2 separate regions of the Mus musculus genome follow, and region 1 is linked to region 2. A link is a contact called in public Hi-C data. All regions are on one chromosome and are shown on one strand. Each heading gives the region's core, a stretch centred on a gene start, on an enhancer-like site or on the middle of the called end of the contact. The rest is flanking DNA. Distances are from core to core; before and after follow the strand shown.

What was found. A called contact is a pair of places that touch in the nucleus more often than the background predicts.
Region 1: a contact with region 2 is called in a Hi-C map of the N1E-115 cell line, with 8 times the contacts expected there. The contact joins two enhancer-like sites. A contact is called at or near these places in 3 of 15 datasets of contacts at CTCF or cohesin (CD8 T cells, the G1E-ER4 cell line and the NIH/3T3 cell line), 47 of 484 Hi-C or Micro-C datasets (the BV-2 cell line, DN2 thymocytes, the F1.1 cell line and 30 more), 10 of 115 datasets of contacts at active chromatin or transcription factors (bone marrow-derived dendritic cells, embryonic stem cells, extraembryonic endoderm stem cells and 5 more) and 5 of 9 other capture datasets (adipose tissue, embryonic tail, embryonic trunk and 2 more).

What each region holds. Positions count from the first base shown.
Region 1 is chr14:63,208,923-63,213,847 of GRCm38.p6, forward strand. The region is part of intron 2 of Gata4 (GATA binding protein 4); the gene reads right to left. Among named protein-coding and RNA genes, the nearest start is that of Neil2, 18 kb to the left of the region's middle. Within about 2 kb of position 1,554, at least 8 of the 459 cell types and tissues checked have an H3K27ac peak or open chromatin away from gene starts, as enhancers often do. A contact at or near this core is called in the N1E-115 cell line and liver, where this site is marked.
Region 2 is chr14:63,073,502-63,078,922 of GRCm38.p6, forward strand. Gm35908 (a long non-coding RNA gene) reads left to right here. Exons shown (of 4, transcript XR_874690.2): 3 at 2,259-2,367; 4 at 2,843-3,874. Among named protein-coding and RNA genes, the nearest start is that of Gm35908, 5.4 kb to the left of the region's middle. Within about 2 kb of position 2,955, at least 53 of the 459 cell types and tissues checked have an H3K27ac peak or open chromatin away from gene starts, as enhancers often do. A contact at or near this core is called in the N1E-115 cell line and liver, where this site is marked.

The DNA of each region.
Region 1 (4,925 bases), core at 304-2,803, 130 kb after region 2:
CCCTCTGAGATGAGATAGACTCTGAGAGGATAGTCTTGTAATAATAGCTGCAAAGCATTTTGCAAACAAGAGAGAAAATGTCCAACAATGGCTGTGGAGTGCTCTGTAAACACCCAGTGGGATACCGATGATGGATTATCCTGAGGTTGGGGCAGAGGGGCAGGGGGCAGGGAAGGCAAGGGACAGAGGAACTAGGGAGAAGTTGAGGACACACACGAAAGAGAAGACTTAGAAATCTGATGCTTTCTCTAGGCATAGATGAGGCCAGACTTAGAGTCATAGATATCCTAACTCCTTTGAAGCTGCAGGCTATGAACATTGGAAGCAAAAGTTAACAGTATATATGTAGGAATTCTCAAAGTTGCTGTTTGTAGGAAATGGGAAATTCTTTCCTAATCTCAGAGACAGGCACCTAACTCCTCCTTAACACCCTATGCCCTACTTTAAACATGTTTCTTTCAAATGGGAATACATTGCCACAGGATGGATATTCCTAGAAACTATGGCAAGTTACAGCCACCCACATGCCTGGAAGGAAAATGGGGCCCTGACTTCTTGAAGCTAATACAATTAAAGGTAGGGACTCAACCTACCCCTACCTGTCTATTCATCCTGTGGAACTCACCCATAAGGCTCGGCAAATCACAGGAAGCAAATGTGGACCGGAAGAAGGACAGGAGGAGGAGAAAAGGAGAGAGGAAGAGAAGAAAACCAGGTCATGCCAGCAGCACCCTTCTGGGCACCGTGAAGAGTAGGGTTTGTCTCTTGACCTTTGAGAAACAATCCCAAGTAGCTGATGCCGCATTGCCAATTTGCACTTTGAGGGTCACACAGGCCCTAACCTGCTGTGGGTGAGTCCTTCCATCTTTCATCTGTTGGTGGAGAACAGAGTCAGAGACAAAGCCCATGCTGGAGGGACATTAGCTCCATGCTCGGGTGTCTACTTGATGTGATCTCTTCTGGACGTCTGCAGCTCAAACCTTCACCTTCTGTCTGCTATATACTGACTGCCCCCCACCCCCACCCCCCGGGCAAGTGCTGAACACACAGGCTTGGGAGAAAAATTGGAGCAAAATCTCTTTCCAAAGGTGCATTGACCCAGCTGAGAACACACAGCTCAAAGCAAATAATTCTATTAAATATGGCAGACTGCCATGAATCTGGCCTTCAGTACCCTCTCTCCACTTCTGTTGTCCTACATCACTGTGCCATGTATTCAAAGAGGGGTGACACACCATGCAGTGATCATGTCCATGCCCAAGGTAGCTAGCTATCAGGAAAAGAGCCAGAAGGAGAAGAGAATCCAAAAAGGAGAATCTTTGTGTGGGAGGGGAACAGGGTAGACACAGCCTGAACTGAATGCAAGGGACTTTTCCCTGGGCTTGGGGGGGCTTCAGGAGTGGGAATTCCACAGCCCCACCCAAACATCCCATGCTGAACTCCAGTCTCACACACAGTCAAAGTTTAGTACATTGGATTTCCTGACAGGCCACACTCAGTCTATCCCTGTGGCTGGCGCCTGGATCTGGGGAATAGGAAACAAACAAACCCCAGGGTTTTTCTGGCAACAGCTGAGCAAGCTTTAGCCCTCTGGGCTTTCTCAGGCGGCAGCAGAAGCCTGTGACAGGAGGCTGGCTGGCCAGGAGGGCCACTGCTCCTATGGTGCTCAAATGGGATTAAAGCACCTATTTTAGAAACTCAGAGAGTGTGGATCATAAGTAGTTACACAGCTAGGCCTTGGGCATATACCCTGTGAAGGCCTCCTTAACCTCTACTTCTGTGCAGGGACGCTTTAATGCCAGTGTCCATGTGGGACAAGCCTCAGGCCTATAGGGACTCTAAAACGTGACTCAGGTTCTGAAACAGCATATATGGGCAAGGATGTTCTAGATGGAAAGGAGGGAAGAAGGGAGGGAGAGATAAAACATCATCCCAGTGAAGAGGACATGTGGTGGTTTGTATACGCTTGGCCCAGTGAGGGGCGCCATTAGGAGGTGTGGCCTTGTTGGAGGAAGTGTGCCGCTGTGGGGGTGGGCTTAGGGAGCTTCTTCCTAGCTGCCTAAGGATGCCAGTCTCCTCCTTGTGGCCTTCAGATCAAGATGTAGAACCCTTTGCTTCTCCTCTAGCACTGTGTGGGCCTGGACACTACCATGCTTCCTGCCATGATGTTAACAGACTGATCCTCTGAATGTGTAAGTCAGCCCCTATGAAATGTTGTCCTTTATAAGAGTTGCCTTGATCATGGTGTCTCATCATAGCAATGGAAATCCTAATTAAGACAGGAAGGAAAGAAAAGAGGGAAGGGGAGAGGGGGAATTAGACAGGAAAGTTGAAGAACAGATGACTAAAGAGAGTATCTTCGGCTTTTTGTCAAGAGCTAATACTCAGAGGCCTCACATACTATAAGTAGGCATGGTCCTGCCACTCTATTTCCTCTGAGAACCAGAAGTTCTTCCCTCAGAAAGTCCCACAGTCTCAACTACCTACTACTCCTGCTCCTACCTGGCCTGTCACTGTTGAGTCAGTGTTAGAGGTCAGCCCAGGGTAAGGAGCAACTGAGGGATGGTTTGTAGAAATGGCTTGAAAAACAGGCATCATTTGCTAACTACTGATCTTGTGACTTTTGGCCCTGACCCAACCCTTTCTGGCTGTTATGTGAAGCTTATTCTCAACAGAATGTGTTAGCAACAGAGCCAAGAAGAGTCCAGGACCCAAACATGCTGTCTTCCCAGCATGTCTGGTCTCCAAAGCTTTAGGGGCAACTACGTGTCATTGCCCTGAAGTGTAGCCACTAGAAGAATGCTTCCCAGCCTCTATCACTGTTGTGAGCAGACCTTCCAGAATATGATGAGAACAGGCTTCCATGCAGAGTGCAGGATCCACCATAAAGCCCCGGAAGAATACTTGTGCCTCAGCAACGATTCTGTCCTAGACAACTGTGCTCTGCAGCTTGGGCCTTTGCAAGTACCATGGTAACAAACCCCACAACTTCCTTTGTCCCAGCCAGACCCTCCCAGATAAGGTGTTCAATGGATGCTCAGAATATGGTTCAGTAAATCCCGCCATCACCGTGTCTCCTGTGGTGACACGCCAGAGCTCTCCAGGCTTTAGGTTAGCAGCCATTAGCTTGGCTGCACCCATAGAGTCCTGATGAATGAACAAGCAAAAGCCTTGCTGGATTCTGCCCCATGGTGCCCTCTCTTCCCTCCACCTGGCTGTCTGACAGCTCTGCAGCTCCTCCCTCCTTCCCACATGTGGGCTCACGGGTGGTGGGGCGCCTGGAGACTACTACAGCAAAGGTGGACCTAAAAGCAAGCAGTGAAGGACGAGCATCTTCATGAACCTTCAGAGGAAATCAAGGTCTAGAGAAGAAGACACATGACCTGAGAGTGCCACTCCCAGGAAGGCCAGTGACCTAACCCTGCCCTCCCCCACACCACACTGCTGCCCTCTGGGTCATTCCATCTGTAGCGCTCTGCACACAACATGAACTCAATCTACACTGACCCATGGGGCTCCACAAAGATCTGAACCTTCTCCAAGTGTCTCCTGGGGCACCCAGGAGGGTGATACAGATTTGACTGGACTCTGTCCCTAGTCACAGTGATACTGGTCTAAGAGAGTTATCTCCGCAGCACGAGAGGTTAGCAAGAACACACCTGTACACATGTGTACAAAACTGTGCATGCACATGTAACTAACATGGATGTGTACCTGTGGGAAAGAGCACCACGTCGCATAACCACGACTCCAATAATTCCCTGGAAAATTCTCCAAAGGAAAAATATTTATTTTAAATATCTTCATGGCAAAATACTGAAAATGACCTAACTGCTCAGTGATCAGGAGGAAGAAAAAGAAATTTCAGTCAAGAAATAAAAATTGGAGTAGTGTTAAGAAAAATAAGTTATATTAGAAATATTAAGATTTCCTTCCTCAAACATGATTTAAAGTAATTAAATGGGCAAGCAACTCAATAAGTCTTCTTAGCATGCGAAGGATGGGAGATGTCTACTCCACCCTGCCCCCATTTAATAATTCCTTGGATAGTCACGTCTCAAAATAGATGGAAGGAGCCAGTCGTGATGGTGCACACCTGTAATCCCAGCACTCGGGAGGTGGAGACAGCTTCCAGAAGCTATATCTCAATTGAAACATCCTACCATACAAGAGACTCTGTCTCAAAGGACAAGTAAATGGGGGCCAGTGATGTGGCTCAGCTAGTAAAGTCACTTTCTGACCTGATCCTTGGAGCCCACATGGTAGGAGCGAACCAGTTCCTGAAAGCTGTCCTCTGACTACCTCAGGAGTGCCATGGTGCACCCATGAAAGGACAAGAGAACAAAACAAAACAAAAAACAAATAAAAGGGTGACTAAACATCTCCCACAAAGTCCCTTCTCCTCAGGGCCAGGATTCTCCTGTCAAGAGCAGTAGCCTCACCTGGCTCAAGTATCTACCATTGCATCGTGTTTTCTGCAGAGGGAGAAGGAAAGCTCTCTCTCCAGGGCACAGTCCCAGCAAATGTGAGCATGACATATAGCTTATCCAAGGATGCTGCCACCCACACAGTGGACAAAGTCCAGCACTGGTCCTGTTTCCTCCGGTCACTGGTTTCTGTGCCAGTGTTCCTTCCCAGCCTCCTCCCAGCCTACCTCCATCTTTTTGGGGTGCCCTGGGGAGAAGGCGAGAAAAGCATCCGGGGCATAATGAAGCCTGTGACAGGAAGCATGTGACAGGAGGTGTGGCTCAGCCCAGGGGGATAGCGACTTGGTAATACCATATCTCAAGTATAAATGGTGTGTGCAATCGATCCAACTATGCCATTTCTAGAGATGAGTGTGCTGTGAGTGTATAGACCCTTGTGTAAATGGCTTCTGAGGAGAAGAGTCACCTTCTGCAATAGAAGGAGACTGGAAAGACAAC
Region 2 (5,421 bases), core at 1,705-4,204:
AATTGTCATGTTTACAAGATTTTGTTATGCAAACCTTGTTCCTTGATTTAAAACTATTAGTTCCTTGATTTAAAACTCTAATCCTGCAAATAATTGGCTATAGCCAATTATTTGCAGGATTAGAGGTAGGTAGGTTTTAAGTTACCTGATTGGGAGTGAAGAAGAGAGAGACCAGGAGGAGAAGGAGGAGAGAGAAGACGCCTCCATGAGGGGAGATGGACTGTGAGCACGTGGCCAGGAGAAACAGCAAGTGTCTGGGGTACACTGCTGGGGAGGCAGCCAGGCCAGCAGTTAGAAGAGTAGATTAGGGGTGATCCCAGTAATTGCCAAAGCCAAACAAAACAACCACAGTCTGAGTCTCATTCATTTGTAAGCTAGATGGGGATAAGCTTAAATTGCTTCTACTACAACGAAATGTTGTCCAACTGCCCACTGAATAGTTACCTTTATCCTCTGAGGTTAGTGCTGCCCTCACCCTGGGCCAGATGGCCCATTTTCTGCAGTGGGCATCAATGCAGGGACTCACAACTGATCGACATACAGAGAAGTGACCTGAGTACTCAGCCTCTGTGTCAGTCCACCCCAGCTCCCTCCGGGAACACTGTGAGAGAGGAGGCAGAGGGAATGTCGGAGCTGAAGGGCTGGAATGAAGTCTGTGGAATTCTGTCTTCCGGGTGTGAACATCACACTCTCAAAGTTACTGTAGCTATGGTCACCTGTACCAGGTCAGGGCAACACTCCAGCAGGCAGTGCTTGCTGGATTGACGGGGGGGGGGGGGGGGGGGGATTGGAGGGGATATGTGGGATATGAACATGGAGTCAGAGGTGAGAATGATCTAAATAAATTGCATGCATGTATGAAATTGTCAAAGAATTTTTTTTAAAGTGTTTTCTCAGCAAAAAAGCATGGGCAGTCCCTTCAGCCTGTGAGAGCCAGAGTCCTGCAGGGAAGAGTAATGTGGGCTAGACTTGAAGAACACATAAGGACTCGTGCTTCTAGAAGCTCAGTGATTAGAGGTAGAAAACAACTGTCTTCAAAGATAATCAACATATAGGATCCTTGACATCTAGAGCAACTAACTCTTATCTCCCTTTTTCATGTGTGTGTGTGTGTGTGTGTCTGTGTGTGTGTGTATGTGTATGTCTGTGGTTATGTCTGTGTAGGTCTCTCTTTCTCTCTCTTCTCTCTCTCTCTCTCTCTCTCTCTCTCTCTCTCTCTCTCTGTGTGTGTGTGTGTGTGTGTGTGTGTGTGTGTATGTGTGTGTGTGTGTATGTGGTTATGTTTGTGTAGGTGTGTGTGTATTTCATAGGAAGGAGTCTTTATTCTAGACGTATGTATCCATTGAAAATTGAGTAGTCTCCTGGACAGGCACTTTTGGGTGGGTTGTCAGGAACGAGGAGCGATTGCTTCTAAGCCCGGAGTTCTTCCCTTGTGGAGTTAGCAACCGATTCTTACTTTTCCTGCAAGCTCTTTTGTATGGAAGTAGATCCACATCACCTTTACAGTTAGGAGTTGTGGAGGTGATGAGCAGATCTCATCCCCACTGTTTGGTCGGAACCCTTGCTTATCTCCTGTACAAACTAAGACACCCTGTTTGCTCTTCTTCACCCAAGGAAAGCCTGCAAGGGAAACAACTCAGGCTTAGAAGCCATCTCTCCTCCTTTCTGACCACCCACCTAAAAGTGGCCGCCCAGGGGCTGTTTTTGTCCATGGTGTGCCTCGCTGGTGGAGATGAAGGCAGAGGTGTCAGGAAAGTGCCTCGCTGGCACGCCATCACTCCTCGAGTAAACTCTATGAAATCCTCTTGCTTTAGGCCAGGTGTGTGGCTTCACTGACCTCCGCCTGTGGGATCAGTGAGCCCACAGGAGAGCTGACTCCTAATAAACCTGCCTTTATCTATTTTTAATCTGTTCTAATCTGTCGCAGAGGGAGAGAAAGGGTCTATCACTCATCCTTCAGAAGTGCATGTGGGTTTCAGGATGAGTAGCTGATGAAATGTTTCTGGGTCAAAGGCGTATGTGTTCTGCATTGTGAAGATGAGGAACATGGAAGTATTTGGGGGACAGGAGAGTCCTCCTCCGTAGATGCAGGATAGTTTGGGTTAAGATGGAAAGATGAAACTTGGCCTTGGAGTCAAAAGGCAGGAGAGGCTTTGGGTCCCTAATCTACAAGCTCAGCAGGGGCGGGGCTTCAAAGCAGGCCCTGAGTGAGGAGGCTTTGCTTTCAACATGGACTCCCACCCTATCTCTTTCCACAGATGGCAAGATGGTCAGGATAAGCACATGGAATCTAGCCCAAAGTCGTCTGGCCGTGGGTCAGTCTGGGCCTAGAGGACCCAGGAGTCCAGACACCTGGAGTTTGGAGAGGTATAGTTTCCGGAATTGGTGTGTGGGCAGGGGGTGTGGAGTGCAGACAGCAAGGAGGGGCTGATGAAGAAGAATGAGGTGGAGTCGCGGGAGGAGATGAAGGCAGAGGTGTCAGGAAAGTGCAGATGCAGCAGGCACAATCGCGGGTGGAGGAGCAGGTAGCACCGAGCTCAGGTGATGGGCAGGTGGGGGTGGGGTGAGATATGGAAACCAGGCACCTGTGCCGCGGGAATGTGCTGCAGGTCCATACAAACTTAGGGTCATTAGACTATGGTATGAGAGAGTTTCTTAAGTTCCCTATCTACAGACCCCATTCCTTCAGAGACAGGAAAGGAGAAACACCAAAGTCACAGCGGAAAAAGTCAGGGAGGTCTGTATTGGCGTGTTCTAGCAGGAACACTGGCATCCCTGTGAGGAGACTGCTCCTCCTGGATGGATCCTATTCGCTCCAGATAATTGACTGTTCTTCCACCAGGTAAGCCACTTGGTGGCGCTGTGAGCATGAAAAGCGGGCTCTGTAGCCAATAAGCCTTTTGCAAGACTGGAGGTGTGACTTGGAGACTGTCTAAGGGGCAATGTAAAAAGCTCAGCCTACATCCGGACCCCGGCTGGAAACAAATACGGACATAGAGAGGTCCTGCGAGACACCAGGAGGCAGACAAGGCAGGGATGACGACTGTCTGTCTTGTGACCAGGAAACGGGGTTATGAGACCTATTCAGCTTTCTTTGACTCCGCGCTGTTTGGTTAGGAAAGGGCATATGTGTGCAGAGAACAAACAATACAGGGGAAGGGAGTCTACAGAGAGCTGCTGAACTCTAGCTGCCCCCAACAGACCTCCGGTAAAGGAAAAGGAAGACGCGAAAAGTGACCCACAGCTGGGAAACCTACAGGTCAAAACTCGGAGTAGGGCCTGGGGCAGGATGGGGGTGGAGGTGGAGGTGGGAGTGGAACACACCTTAAAATCCCAGCACTAGGAAGGCAGAGGCAGTCTGATCTTCATGAGTTCAAGTCTATCCTAGGCCATAGGGCAAGTTCCAGAACAGCCAGAGCTACACAGAGAAACCCAGTCTTGAAACAAACAAACAAACAAATAACAACAACAACAACAATAAAATAGAGCCTGTTAGGAAGGGCTGAGGACAAGGCCTTGATTGAGCATAGCTGTTCTCCAACTTCTCAGAACCCCGTGCCTGATAACTGTGTCATAGTAGGGTGACAATGAATGACAATAATAGACCATAGGTTTCAAAAAGGTGAGAAACAAGGTTACACAGGGTCTCTCTGTGTAGCCTTGGAACTCACTATGTACACCCAGGCTGGCCTCAAACTCAGAGACTGCTTCCGCCTCCCGAGCTCTGAGATTAGAGGTGTGCACCACCACACCCTGCCTAAGGGCTGGAGTTAGGTCCCTTGCCCAGCACTGAAGAGTTGTCAAGCCCCAGTCAGATGGCTCTCAGCCATCTGCAACTCCAACGCCAGGGGTATCTGATGCCCCCTTCTGGCCTCCTTGGGAACTGCATTCACAGAGCAGCATAAAATATATTTAAAAATTGGTATCTCTGAGAGAGAGAGAGAGATGGAGTTTGGTCGAGTGGGTGGGTAGGTAGCTGGCCAGGGACACCCAGGGAATCTTATCTCCACCTTCCCGGACTGGGGTTACAATCACCACCATCACACTCAGCTTTTCCACTTGAGTCCTGGGGATCAAACTCAAATCTTCATGTCTATGCAACATCCTCACTTCACCTACTGAACTATCTCCGCAGCCCTAGTTAAAATTATTAACTGGTACATAAAGGCATACAATTGTGCATGTTAAGGAAATAATGTGTGATATTTTGATATGTATACACATTCCACAGTGTTTAAATCACATTAAACATGTTTTCTCAAAAATTATTTTTATTTTAAAATTTTTCTTTTCCTAAGACACCCCGCCCCAAACAAACCAAAATCATCTGTGTTTACACTAATCCTTTCCAATGTTCACACTATTGATGACGAAAATCCCCTAGTGCAACTTTTTTTTTTTTTTTGGTTTTTCGAGACAGGGTTTCTCTGTGTAGCCCTGGCTGTCCTGGCACTCACTTTGTAGACCAGGCTGGCCTCAAACTCAGAAATCCGCCTGCCTCTACCTCCCGAGTGCTAGGATTAAAGGCATGCGCCACCACGCCCTGCTCTAGTGCAACTTTTATTACAAACTCAAGGAGTTTGGGTGTGGAGACCCATGCTCCTAATCTCAGTGGTAGAGAGACAAAAGCAAGAAGATCAGGAGATCAGGGCCACCCTTGGCTACACAGCAAGTTCAAGGCCCACCTGGGCTACGTTTGATCTTGTCCCAAAGAATCAAACAACAAAGCAAAAACAGAAAGAGATCAGGGAGGTTGAGGGTGTGTTGCTCGGTGGCGGAGGCTGCCTGTCGTTGTGAGGCCTTTAGTTTGATCCCCAAAACCACAGAATAGAAGAAGTGGGGGAGGGGGGGAGGACTTTCATCAGGAAAGCCTAAGAGCTACGTTGTTGCTTTCTGCTATGAAACAGCTATCTCTCTGTGTTGAGTGCTTTTCTTTTTCTCAACCAACACTGCCATTGCACATTGCTGGGGAGCACGGGAGCACTGCATCACACCCAGGATTGTCTTCAATGACCCTGCCTCCTGATGTCACGCCTCTGTCGCAAGCAGCTGTCTGCAAAACTGGTCTCAGAAATGATGGTCTGATTTCTCAGACAAGGTCATAAAGACTGTCCTGCTTTCACTGTGGGGAAGTCAGCCACCGTGTGGTGGGGAGCACTCCAGCAATCCCGATGGGGAGAAGCTGAGGACCCCTCACCAGCAGCCAGCACCAGCTTGCCAGCCATGCAGCGAGCCACCTTGGAAGTAGATCTCCAGCCTCAGTTGGACCTTTTGGGAACTGATGCTCCCACAGGACAGGCAGTATGATGGAATTCCTGGAACCCTGAGCCACAGCAGCCTTACCCCTCTTTCCTCACCCCCTCCCCTGCCCCCTCCTCCACACTACACTCTCTCGGGTTCCAGATGTTCTAGAACCACCCC